Linked DNA regions of Mus musculus: region 1 is linked to region 2. The links are chromatin contacts, called in public HiChIP or PLAC-seq maps. All regions are on one chromosome and are shown on one strand. The core of a region is the stretch at or near the end of the contact, and the rest is flanking DNA. Distances in the headings are between cores, read along the strand shown.

Region 1 (5,339 bases), core at 794-3,293, 220 kb before region 2:
GTGACACATCCTTTTATTAGTTCGAGTCAAGGAACAGGTCGCAGATTGCTTTATTCAACAAGAATTAAGGACTACCAATCCACAGAAGGCATAGGTCTAAGCCTAGTCTTAGTTCCTTGAGCACTAAACCTTTGCAATCCCAGTGAACAAAAAAAGGTGTGCTCTTCTAGCAACCTGAACGAGGAGTTAATGTTATGAACAAACCTGATTTTTCGGGTCTCTGCCACTGACACAGAGCACACATTAAGATGGCACATGAGTTGTGGCTGAAGAAATCTAGTAAAATAACCAAGCCAATTTGGGGTTAAATCAAATCTCTCATGTTAAATTTTTATGATCCTCTAAAAGTGAGATACAGAGCAGCCACAAAGGCCCACACAGACTGGAGGCTACCTAGAAAAAAATCTAACACTTGCTCAAAAGACATGACATTCAAATAGTCCCTAGCCACATGACTATTGAGAAGAGACAGAAGGTATACTATCGAGATAAAATTTATATCAGATTAAGAGTAAATCATAAAGGGAGACAAACCATCGATTTAATTATTATACTGTTCCTTTCAGATAACTCTGGCAAGGTAATTTAGAATCCTTAGGCATCCGTTGGGAAGAAACCAATATTATTTTCAATATAATTTGATAAAGTACATATGATAACTTTTAAAATCAAAGTACAATTTCATTATTTAAACACACACACAAAGATGAAGGCCTTGTGGAACTGGTGCTGGAGAAAAATGGACTGCCATGCATAAAGTGTTTATTTGCTGGAAGTGAGTAAGATAACTGTAATAAATTCCACATCCTAGCCAACTTCTCTGATGAAATAAGTTTATCAGGCTGAACACTACAAAAGATCATATTCCTTGTCCACAGGCCTAGAAAAAAAAACAGCCTTTTTTTTTTTTTATGGCAAATATATGAGCACAACAGAAGGGAATGTCCAGCAGACATCTCCCAAAGACAAATTATTCTGGTCTAATGAAAGTTTTCAGAATTTCAGAGGATATTCATGAGTAGTGCTGTCAGATTTTGAAAGTGTAAAGGAATTGGTGACTCTATTTATGTAAGAGTAGAATGCTGTGCTACAGTTTGGCCCAATTCTTCCTACAATGAAGTCAGTGAGTAACGACATGGCTTAGTGATCGTATGAGCACTCCAGGGAAGAGCCAAGCTTAACACTGTTGAATAAAATTCACATTAAACTTAGCATAAATTCACATTACCATTAGGGGTCACCAACCAGGTCACAGACTGACTTTCTGTAATAATATTTGTCAGAATACTTTTGTTCTCTGGTTTGGATAGAAATCGCCACTGCAATGTAGTGTTTGCCCTCATTTCTCCCGAATTATTTTTCCTGTTCAGTAAGAAAAACCCCTAAAAACATCACTTGGTTTACAAGTGCTTTCAAAGAAAGGTCTTGTTACTTTCAATAATCTAGGCTTTGAGGACTTACATGAGTCCTCAAGGCTCTTATGATGGAAAATTGATTTTCTCAAATTTCCCAACAATGATCATAGTGACATTTTCCCAAATAGCACCAAGAGATAACCAAATTCCTCGTGGGGCAATTTTGAGTGGGCACAAGAAGAAAAAGTAAATGAATGGTGTCTAGAATACACAGAAGTAAATCCCAGTAGCTCTCATGTTACACTCTTCTGGCATGCATGGGTCCCATGGTTAACTTGTGTAACTCTAGTCCTTCAAATACAGTTTGAAGTTTCATTACCAAAGTGCAACCAGAGAGTAGTCATGAAGTATGCTCCATGAGACGTCTTTAATACACAACTCACAATATGAAATAAATAGAAGAAGTGTCATCATGTCACAACTACTGAAGACCAGCCACTGCATGGTTATGCTAAGTTTGGGCAGACAGCCAAGCGCCTGGTTATGATATCTCCCCTCGTCTCCCAGTGATCAGCCCACAGGCACTCAATGTATCATCAAAAAAGGAAACTGGGCAAGAGGGGTGAACGAGCCAGGAAATGACAAGTGTGAGCACTGCGTGTGACATTGCAATAGACCATAAGCAGAGTTACAGGAGAGCTGCTATGGGGATGCTGACACTGCCACCACGGAGCACCACTCCAGATGCAGCCTGGGCAGCTCGAGGATGGTGAACTCACTAACACGAGTGAAGTTAAGGATCATGTGACAATGGGAATGTCCCTGAGGATGTGACTCTGGAAAACAAATGGCAAAACAAACAAAAAAACAAACAATAGCAAACTCCAACAACAAAAACATCAAATAAAAAAAACCACATCACAGAATTCTGAACCCTGAAACAGAGTATAAAGCTGCCAGCTGCAGGCTAATAGGAACTAAGAAGGGAGCCTGACAGTTTACCAGGGGATGTCTGCTCTGTTTCCAAAGCCACAGAGCAAGACAAAAAGCATCAAGCTATATTTAACATGACATTTAAAATACTGACGTTTTAGCAGTCTGATCTGCCATGTAATACTTTCAACATTAGTATTATTTTTGTTTTCTAATACAGCTATAGTAGGGAAGTTTTAATATTTTCAAAGGTTTGGGTTTTTTGTTTGTTTGGTTTGTTTGGTTTTTGGTTTTTGGGGTTTTTTTGTTTGTTTGTTTTTTTGTTTTTTTTTTCTGTATTTTTAATTTTTGTACAGGCTCTTACTATGTCGCTCTGGTGTTTGTTCTGTAATGCTAAGATCACAGGACCATACCACCAATGCGGCTTTTTTTGATAACATGTTTTGAAGGCCACTGTATGATGGTAATTTTCCTATCTATTATCAAGACTGTTTGCAGAGCTCGGCTTTCACAGTCAGGTTCATGGCCATGCTGCTGAGTGCATACTAAAGATCATCTATCAATATAGGACAAGGGTTAAAAGAAAAGAAAACAAAGAATGGACAGCCAGTGTTTTATGTAGAGCTGGGCCTTAAGCCTGAAAGAGCTACAGTACAATGCAGTACTTGAAAGCACCTATCAGCTATCAAAATGTAGGAAAGAACTTATATTGTCACAGTATAGATGAAGAACCCCCCAAATCAGCCAGGAGCCAATAGCATGACTAACTCTTGAGTTGATCCAAGATAATTGGTCTATCTTCAGGTTTCTATTGCTGTGATAAACACCATGGCCAAAAGCAGCTTACAGAGCAAAGGGTTTATTTCAGCTTAGAGCTCTCAGGTCAGACTCCATCACTGAGGAAAGGCTACAAGTGTCCTGAGCCGTGCTTCAAGACACAGCTTTCTGTAAACCAACTGTCCTCAAAGGTGTAGGCTTCTTCTTGCAGCATGGTCACAGATTCACATGCACAGCCAGAGAGATCACCGAGAGAAATGTCCTGTGGTCCAGTACAGACCAGAATGAACGGCAAAAATGAACTAGAAATCCAGAAAGGAAAAGTCTTCGTTCTTTGTTAACATAATTGACTGCCATGTGGTGGCCTCAAAGTCAATAGGCTGGGCACAAAGTCAATGGGCATGGGCACATCCACACCTCAAGCCTTCCGCTCAGTGCCCAGCAGTCCCTGTTGGTACGGGTAGAATAAATCATCACTCGAGACCAACATTCTGCTCTATTATTAACAGTTTCATAGGCTCAAAGTGGTGAACTAGATACCCATCCATCCTTCCCGCAGACATTCAAGACAAGCAGACAATCTACTGGTTAACAGCACTGTCTAAATCGGGGATTACCAGGAAACAGTTGGGTAGCTGTGGACAAACTTCTTGTCTCTTTCTACAAAATTGGAACAATAGCCACAGCACTGGCAGAGGCCCTGTGGGAAATAAATGGTTTCAGTGGAGAGAACTTGGCACCGTGAGTGACTGCTCCTCAGAGCAAGAGCTCCTCAAATATTCAGCTGCTATTATAACTACTTAACTTTTAATGTGAGGCCAGGCCAGGTGAGTCAAGCCCAGAGGCTTGTCTTCTACACACCTCTCTCTCTTCTCTCTCTCTCTCTCTCTCTCTCTCTCTCTCTCTCTCTCTCTCTCTCTCTCCTTCCCTCCCTCCCTCAGGCTCTTCCCATGTTTAACATGAACCAATATCAAACATTTCCCATAAATATTTCTTTAGGTTCATATACATACTCTTTAAAATGCAACTGGTTTAATAAAAATACTAAAATGAGTATCCAATATAACTATAATACAACACAAAGAAATTTTTTACCCACATATCAAATTAGCAGAAGGTTTTTTAGAAGTATAACAGTGCCAGGCCCTTGAGATAAATGACGGACAGCGGGACTCGTCAGAGGTAGCTGGAATTGACAGGGTGGATCTGGAATACATGTTGGCAGAGTTTATCTGCAGGCTTAAAATATCCCTGCTGTCCAAAATCTCATACACTTTTATCAGTTTCACGGTATCAAAATTTGGAAACTTCCTTAATACCCATTAAGATGAAAGTTCAATAAAACATTACACAGCCATGGCAGGAGAGTACAAGGAGCCATGACAACCAACACGCTGAAGACACCAGGACACGGGGATGTACAAATGCATAAGCTGCATGAGCCAATTTACCGTTTCCTTTTACAGAAGAAAAACACCAAACAAAGAAACAAAGACAGAAATGGAAGATGGAAGGGAAAAAAAATCCTTACTTCTAGATATGTGGCCAACAGATGATCTGATAACTTCTTACATAATGAATTCCATAGTCAGAAAAATAATCATTAGCCTTATTCTTTATAAATATGGATGATCATAAAGAGATTCATTTCTGATCCACTCCACTGAGGATGGTGTTGCTAATGATAATGTCATAAGCAGAAAACTTCTGTCAACCCAAATTCAACAGCGCTGCTCTGAAATCACTGTATGATGTGTCCTTCAAAGGCTGTTTCCTGCCTGAATCTCAAGAGAACCCTGAAAATCTGGGTCTGCTAACGTGGCTGAAAGCTTTCCTAACACAGGGAAGAAGGAGCAGGGCCCGAGGCCATATCATCCCTTCCCTTAAAATAAGAGGCTTACTGAAATTCTAAGATGACTTCCAACAGTGTCTGCAGTTTTGGAGGTGAGGGCTATAGTGTCTTGACAGTTGCCACCGCCAGGCCCTGTTCCCCTCTTTTTCCATTTAGACATAACCTGGGGATATTTCTAAAACCACCAAGCATTTCCCTATACACTGTGCAAAACTCTTCAAATAAACTGCCAGTCACCTCACATCTGTTTTTATGTCTCACTGAGGACACACAGGCTCACCAGCAGGCACCCTCTGCAGTAATTCACTAGCATTCACCTCTCCAGAGGCCATGGAGCAAATTTAATTAGCACCATTTTCTCCTTACTTGAATTGGTGTTTACCGGTCCTCAATGGCTACACTAGGGGGCTTACAGGGCAAAT
Region 2 (5,306 bases), core at 2,028-4,527:
ACCAGGTGCCTGGCTGGGTTCTCACTTGTTTGAGTCCAAGCAGTATTCTGTGCCAATAGACACATGCACAATTCTTAAAATTGGGCTGCCTTCCGTAAGTGCTGGGCTTGAATGTAGGTTTGGGTGTGGAAATCTAAGCCATCATGTCTTTTCACTGAAAACAAACTCTGATCTGAAACAATTGACCACTGACTTGGTTCTTCTTTGACAGTAAATTCTGAGAATTACTGTTTACCAACTAGAGAAAACAGTGACTCCCCAACTCTACTGCTCTCAGACTCCTTGAGATCCCTCCCCTTTTTTAATCACTTTGACAAACCAGTCAGTGCTCTCTTGAGTTATTGATTCCTTATGCATTAACAAATGCAGACAATGGTAAGCATTATTTTATTTTTCAACCTCTTCCCCACAGATGCGATCTTATCAAGTACCTACACAGTCTAAAAGCATCCATGGTGTCACAAGTGACAATTTTAGGGAGGGTCTCACTACACTATAGTATGAATTGCTACTTTTCCATGATCCAAAATTTACTGTCTTGTCAGCTAGCTACAGGGCCAATGACAAACCATTTGAAACTTTAGTTAGCACACCTTTATTTTTGAGTATGTACTTAGAGCATGATCCAGACATTCTTCCCCCAGGATAGATGGTGAATGTAGCAGATAAGTGTAAAGTCTCCCTGAGCACTATAGTATTTTTCTTTGACTCTCTCTCTCTCTCTCTCTCTCTCTCTCTCTCTCTCTCTCTCTCTCTCTGTGTGTGTGTGTGAGAGAGAGAGAGAGAGAGTGTGTGTTAATTGGTTGATTTTCTCTTAAAATCATGTATTTCTTGGTGAATGGCCAAAAGGTATCATATTAAACTATTATTAGAAGACTATCAAGATTGAAATTATTAGTATCTAAAACCAAGAATTGTAGCAAATTGAAAAACTTCTTGATATGATGTTCATATCATCATTTTTCATACTTGTATAAAGGATGGGTAACTTGATCATATCTGACTTTTGTCAAATTTACTTGAATAATCAGAAGTTTTCAAGGAGTTACAATGAAACTGCAATAGGCTTAGCTTTAATTTTTTTTTGAGAAATACTCGAGATAAGCGAAGCATATGATGCTCTTTTACTCTAGAGATTACAGTAGAAAATGGATTCTTCCTTAAGGCAGGTGGGCTCTAAAGCTAGTGTCGTGGCTAGAGTTTATTAAGCAGTCAGATTTAATGTAGCTCTCTTGGGCAAAGATGGCAGATGGAAATGGTAAAGAAGTCTAGGATAGATAGAGAGGGCCTATTTTAGCCCTACTTAATACAGCAATGAGCTTGGCATCGAGGAGACTCAAAATCTCTAATAATTCAGGTGGTGAACACCAATAATTAGGTATTAGAATACCCTTTCCACAGAACTGGACCTGATGGGGTCTGATAGGCTCTCAGGGACAAATGTAAAATTGTTCAATTTTTGCAGACATATGCTCTCTTTGTTTGTTTCTCTATATTTTTCTAATTCTCAACTGTTTAAACATAGAAAGTCAGGTTATAGATCATACTTGGCCACGAGATACCTATCTCTGATATGTTAGGTTTTTATTTGTTGCTGTGACATAGTACCCTACATAACCGATTCAGAAAGAGAAGAACTTAGTATTAGGCAAACCTTTTGGAAAGTCTGGTTTAGGATTGAGTGTTCCCCTTATTTCCAGCCATGTACAAACTATGTCAAGAGCATGTGACAGCGAAAAGCTGCTCACTCATGGTCAGGGAGCAAAAGACAATAAGATACAATAGGGGTCTCAGGGTCTCTAAGGACCTTTTCCTAGGTCTTCCCTCTTAAAGGTCTTACCACCTCACAAAAGAGCTACTGTATGGATCCATCATTAACACATAGACCTTTGAGGTGTTGTCAAGATCTAAGATATAGTTTAAAACAGCCAGGTCTTCATAGAACAATAGAAAATGAGAGCCTACAAGGCAGGAGAGGGGCAGTTCTGGCTAAAACTCACCTTATACGATAGAATGCCTGCTAAGAGATCTAGCCTTAGACTTTTCCAGCTATGCAGAGACAGGCAGAAAACACACGTATTTTTTTTTCTTCTTTCGCCCCACAGCCAAGTGACATCATTTCTGAGAAACTCAAAACCGAGGAGAAGCCCTTCAAATTGGATCTTTAAACAGGAATGCAATTAGGTGATTTTGAAGTTGGCTGGAAATAATTACTGAACTGGATGACTTTTTTTCTGTATCCGGGCAGTCGTGGGGATTCAGCACGAAGATGAAACTGGTTATAGAAAAAGGGTTCCTATTATGTTATTTGCGACTTGGCTTTCAAATCCGCACCTGGCATACAGAGATGCTTGGACAACAGCCAGTGGAATTAGAGGCACTGAGCATACATCTCTCTGCCGGTGTCACCTCCGGCTGTCAAGTTTGCATACTGCTCATTTAATAAGTCTCTTCTCCATGTATATATCCAAACATATGAGAAGTGATAAAGTTGCTTCACAGTTCCCAGATATTTTTTCTTAATCTCTACATACAGCACAGATAAGATTGTAATTTTTAAAATATTTTTTGAATAATTTTTAAAGTTTGGATCTTGGATGTCCTTCAAGGTCTCCTAATGTAATATTTATATCTATCTCTATCTCTATCATCTCTATCTCTATCTATATCATCTATCTATCTATCTATCTATCTATCTATCTATCTATCTATCTATCTATCTATACTGTGGGTTCCCAAGACAGTAGAGCATTGCCCATGCCCCAGTCATCACTCAGAGAGCAAAGCTTGACCAGCTTGGTCAGTCAACAGGGTCTCAAACGAGGGAGTGTGGATTGAAAAAGAAAAACAGAGAAAATGATAGCCTGACTCCAGCCTGGACTGAGGCTGCAGCTGTTTTATTTCTCTACAGCCTGCTTTTATATCATTCCAGGTACATCCAAAAACTATGATCAGTTCTTAGATCAAAGACAAAGTAATCAAGCGAAGTAGTGAACAAGGAGATCACACAAGAAAGTAATCAAGCAGAGTAGTAAGCAAAAGGATCTCACAAGGTAATAGTTAAGTAAAGTCGTGAGCAAAAGATCGCATAAGGTGGTAGTCTAGCAAAGTAGTAAACAAAGCCCCATGGTCACTGTTTCTAATAGTCTTATCTGAGCCCACTTCCTTGTCCAAACCAAGTGACAAATACCGAATTCCTAGAAGCGGCACCAAAAGCTCTCAACACCTCCGTACTCACCACTTCCTGAGACCTTGCTCTCCACATCTTTTGCATCCTCTGCATCCTGAGGCCACAGGTGCACAGTGGCTGATCTGATGGGGACTCAGGATCCACACAATTCTTACTTCTGTTGCCTTGCTTGAAACTTAGTCACATTTACCAACCTGACTAGCACAGTGGCTTTTGTAGACTCTGAAGAATGTCTGTGTTTTAAGCCAATGCTGATGATACCAAACCCACAGCTTATTATCATCAATATTTATGTGGTTGGTAAAAAAGTTTACACTCTCTAAGGTATAAGAAGAAGAGGCAGGAAAATCCATTATGATTATTGGAAACACTCAGATTTTTTTAAAAAAACATTAAGAGTTTAATTATAAAAATGAATTTCAGAAATTTTTTGTATTTGCTGTTGGTTGTTTTCTTAAATCTACTTTTATTCTATATGTACAGGTATTTTACCTGTGAGTGTGTGTCTGTGTTATATGCAGGCAGTACATGTGAAGGTCAAAAGAGGGTATTGGATTCCCAGGAATGGGTCATAGACAGTTGTAAACTACCATGTGGCTGCTGGAAAGCAAACCTGGGTCCTCTGGAAGAGTATGTAGCCAGTGCTCTTAACTGCTGAGCCATCTCTCCAGCTCCTGCTGTTAATGATCCTTGATGCAAATACCAAGGACAAAAATACCCTCAGACCTTAAACTAATATGTGTAAAAATTTATTTGACTCTTTTAATGTCTTGTGGCATTTGTTTTATTGTTATTGTCCTGTTTTGATAAGCAGGAGCAGCAATCTTGCACTTCACATCTGATACATAATAATGCTGAAGAGAGCCTGCTAGGGCTTGGTGCTCCAGTTTATGTGCCTTTGGTCTTTACCTCTTTTCTGTTGAAAGGCTTCATGGGAGGTTTTTTGGGGTTTGTTTGTTTGTTTGTTTGTTTGTTGTTGCCTGCTGCATACACCGTTCTAGCAGAGGTGTGCTGGTTTGAGGCAGACTGGTGCATGTGGATTAAAATAGGTTGTATCTCATGCAATTCTTAGGGCCAAGAAAGACTGGATTCCTGGATGTAGAATGCAGCAGTCTTGAGAGCAGTGTGCATATCATCCTTTCTCACAGTGTGCGTGGTGTGTGTGTGTGTGTGTGTGTGTGTGTGTGTGTGTGTGTTACAAAGCCCCTCAGGATCTAGTTCTGTTTGGAATGTTTTTTTTAGTGCTATCTCGTTTCTCCTTTAGAGTAGTTGAGTCTGATCCCTTAATACAATGACCAGCAAGATGTTATTAGGGCTTGTCAGAAAGGCTTGTGCCTACTTCTCAGAGATTATATTTCAGTATAATCGCTTTCCATGGAATACCTAGGAGTCGAGAGTAGCTACATCAACCATTCTGCCTTGGTGCCCCGTCTGTCTAGTTATCTCACATTGCTCACATTTATGCCATAGCGGGTATGAAGATTAGACTCTAGAAATTGAAGTTAATGGAACTAATTGCTTGATGGCATAAGCTGACCTGAAGGTTTCCCGGGGAATGTCACTGTGAGGTCTATCATGGTTCAGAGTCACTACGAATCTTGCACTTTCCCAGAGGATTGGGAGTAAATAAGGAGAATGAAGTTTCTGAATAAAGGATGGCCTGCTACAAGGAGACTCGCCTTGTCCTTGTTAGAGCGAGTCTGGGAATTCTTCAGAGTTCTCCGGGGAACTCCTCTCCTTCAGCCCTTAACAAGCCTGTCAGTACCACTCAGCTAGCTTGTGCTCTGATTTCCCTAATTGTCATCCTAAAATCCTAAACCCTGGGGCTTTGGGTGATGTAGACAGTAAATGCTTTATGAGGTAAAGCCCTTGGATCCTTCAGAGCATGCATGCTTCCCTTAATGAAAAGCAGCAACTTTCAAGGTCAAAATTGTAGTTCAAGAGGCAGCGTTGAATGATCTTATTAGGCAGAGGTTCAGAATGTCCTCAGAGCCATAGCTCTCAGGGACAGCCATTTCCGTCACTTCTCCCAAAACAGGACCTTAGGGTTTCCTACTGGTTATCAATGTTGAAACTGCCCTGTAGTCTTATTTACCTTCCTCCCATAGTGAGATCA

Evidence for each region. HiChIP or PLAC-seq counts read pairs in DNA pulled down with a chosen protein or histone mark.
Region 1: a CTCF HiChIP or PLAC-seq map of CD8 T cells shows a contact between it and region 2, with 5 read pairs. The contact joins two enhancer-like sites. A contact is called at or near these places in 1 of 15 datasets of contacts at CTCF or cohesin (CD8 T cells) and 1 of 484 Hi-C or Micro-C datasets (embryonic stem cells).

Annotation. Positions count from the first base shown.
Region 1 is chr16:49,885,000-49,890,338 of GRCm38.p6, reverse strand. All of the region lies in intron 3 of Cd47 (CD47 antigen (Rh-related antigen, integrin-associated signal transducer)), which reads right to left. Among named protein-coding and RNA genes, the nearest start is that of Cd47, 32 kb to the right of the region's middle. Within about 2 kb of position 2,043, at least 80 of the 459 cell types and tissues checked have an H3K27ac peak or open chromatin away from gene starts, as enhancers often do. A contact at or near this core is called in CD8 T cells, where this site is marked.
Region 2 is chr16:49,661,927-49,667,232 of GRCm38.p6, reverse strand. No RefSeq gene overlaps it. Among named protein-coding and RNA genes, the nearest start is that of Gm31494, 20 kb to the right of the region's middle. Within about 2 kb of position 3,277, at least 7 of the 459 cell types and tissues checked have an H3K27ac peak or open chromatin away from gene starts, as enhancers often do. A contact at or near this core is called in CD8 T cells, where this site is marked.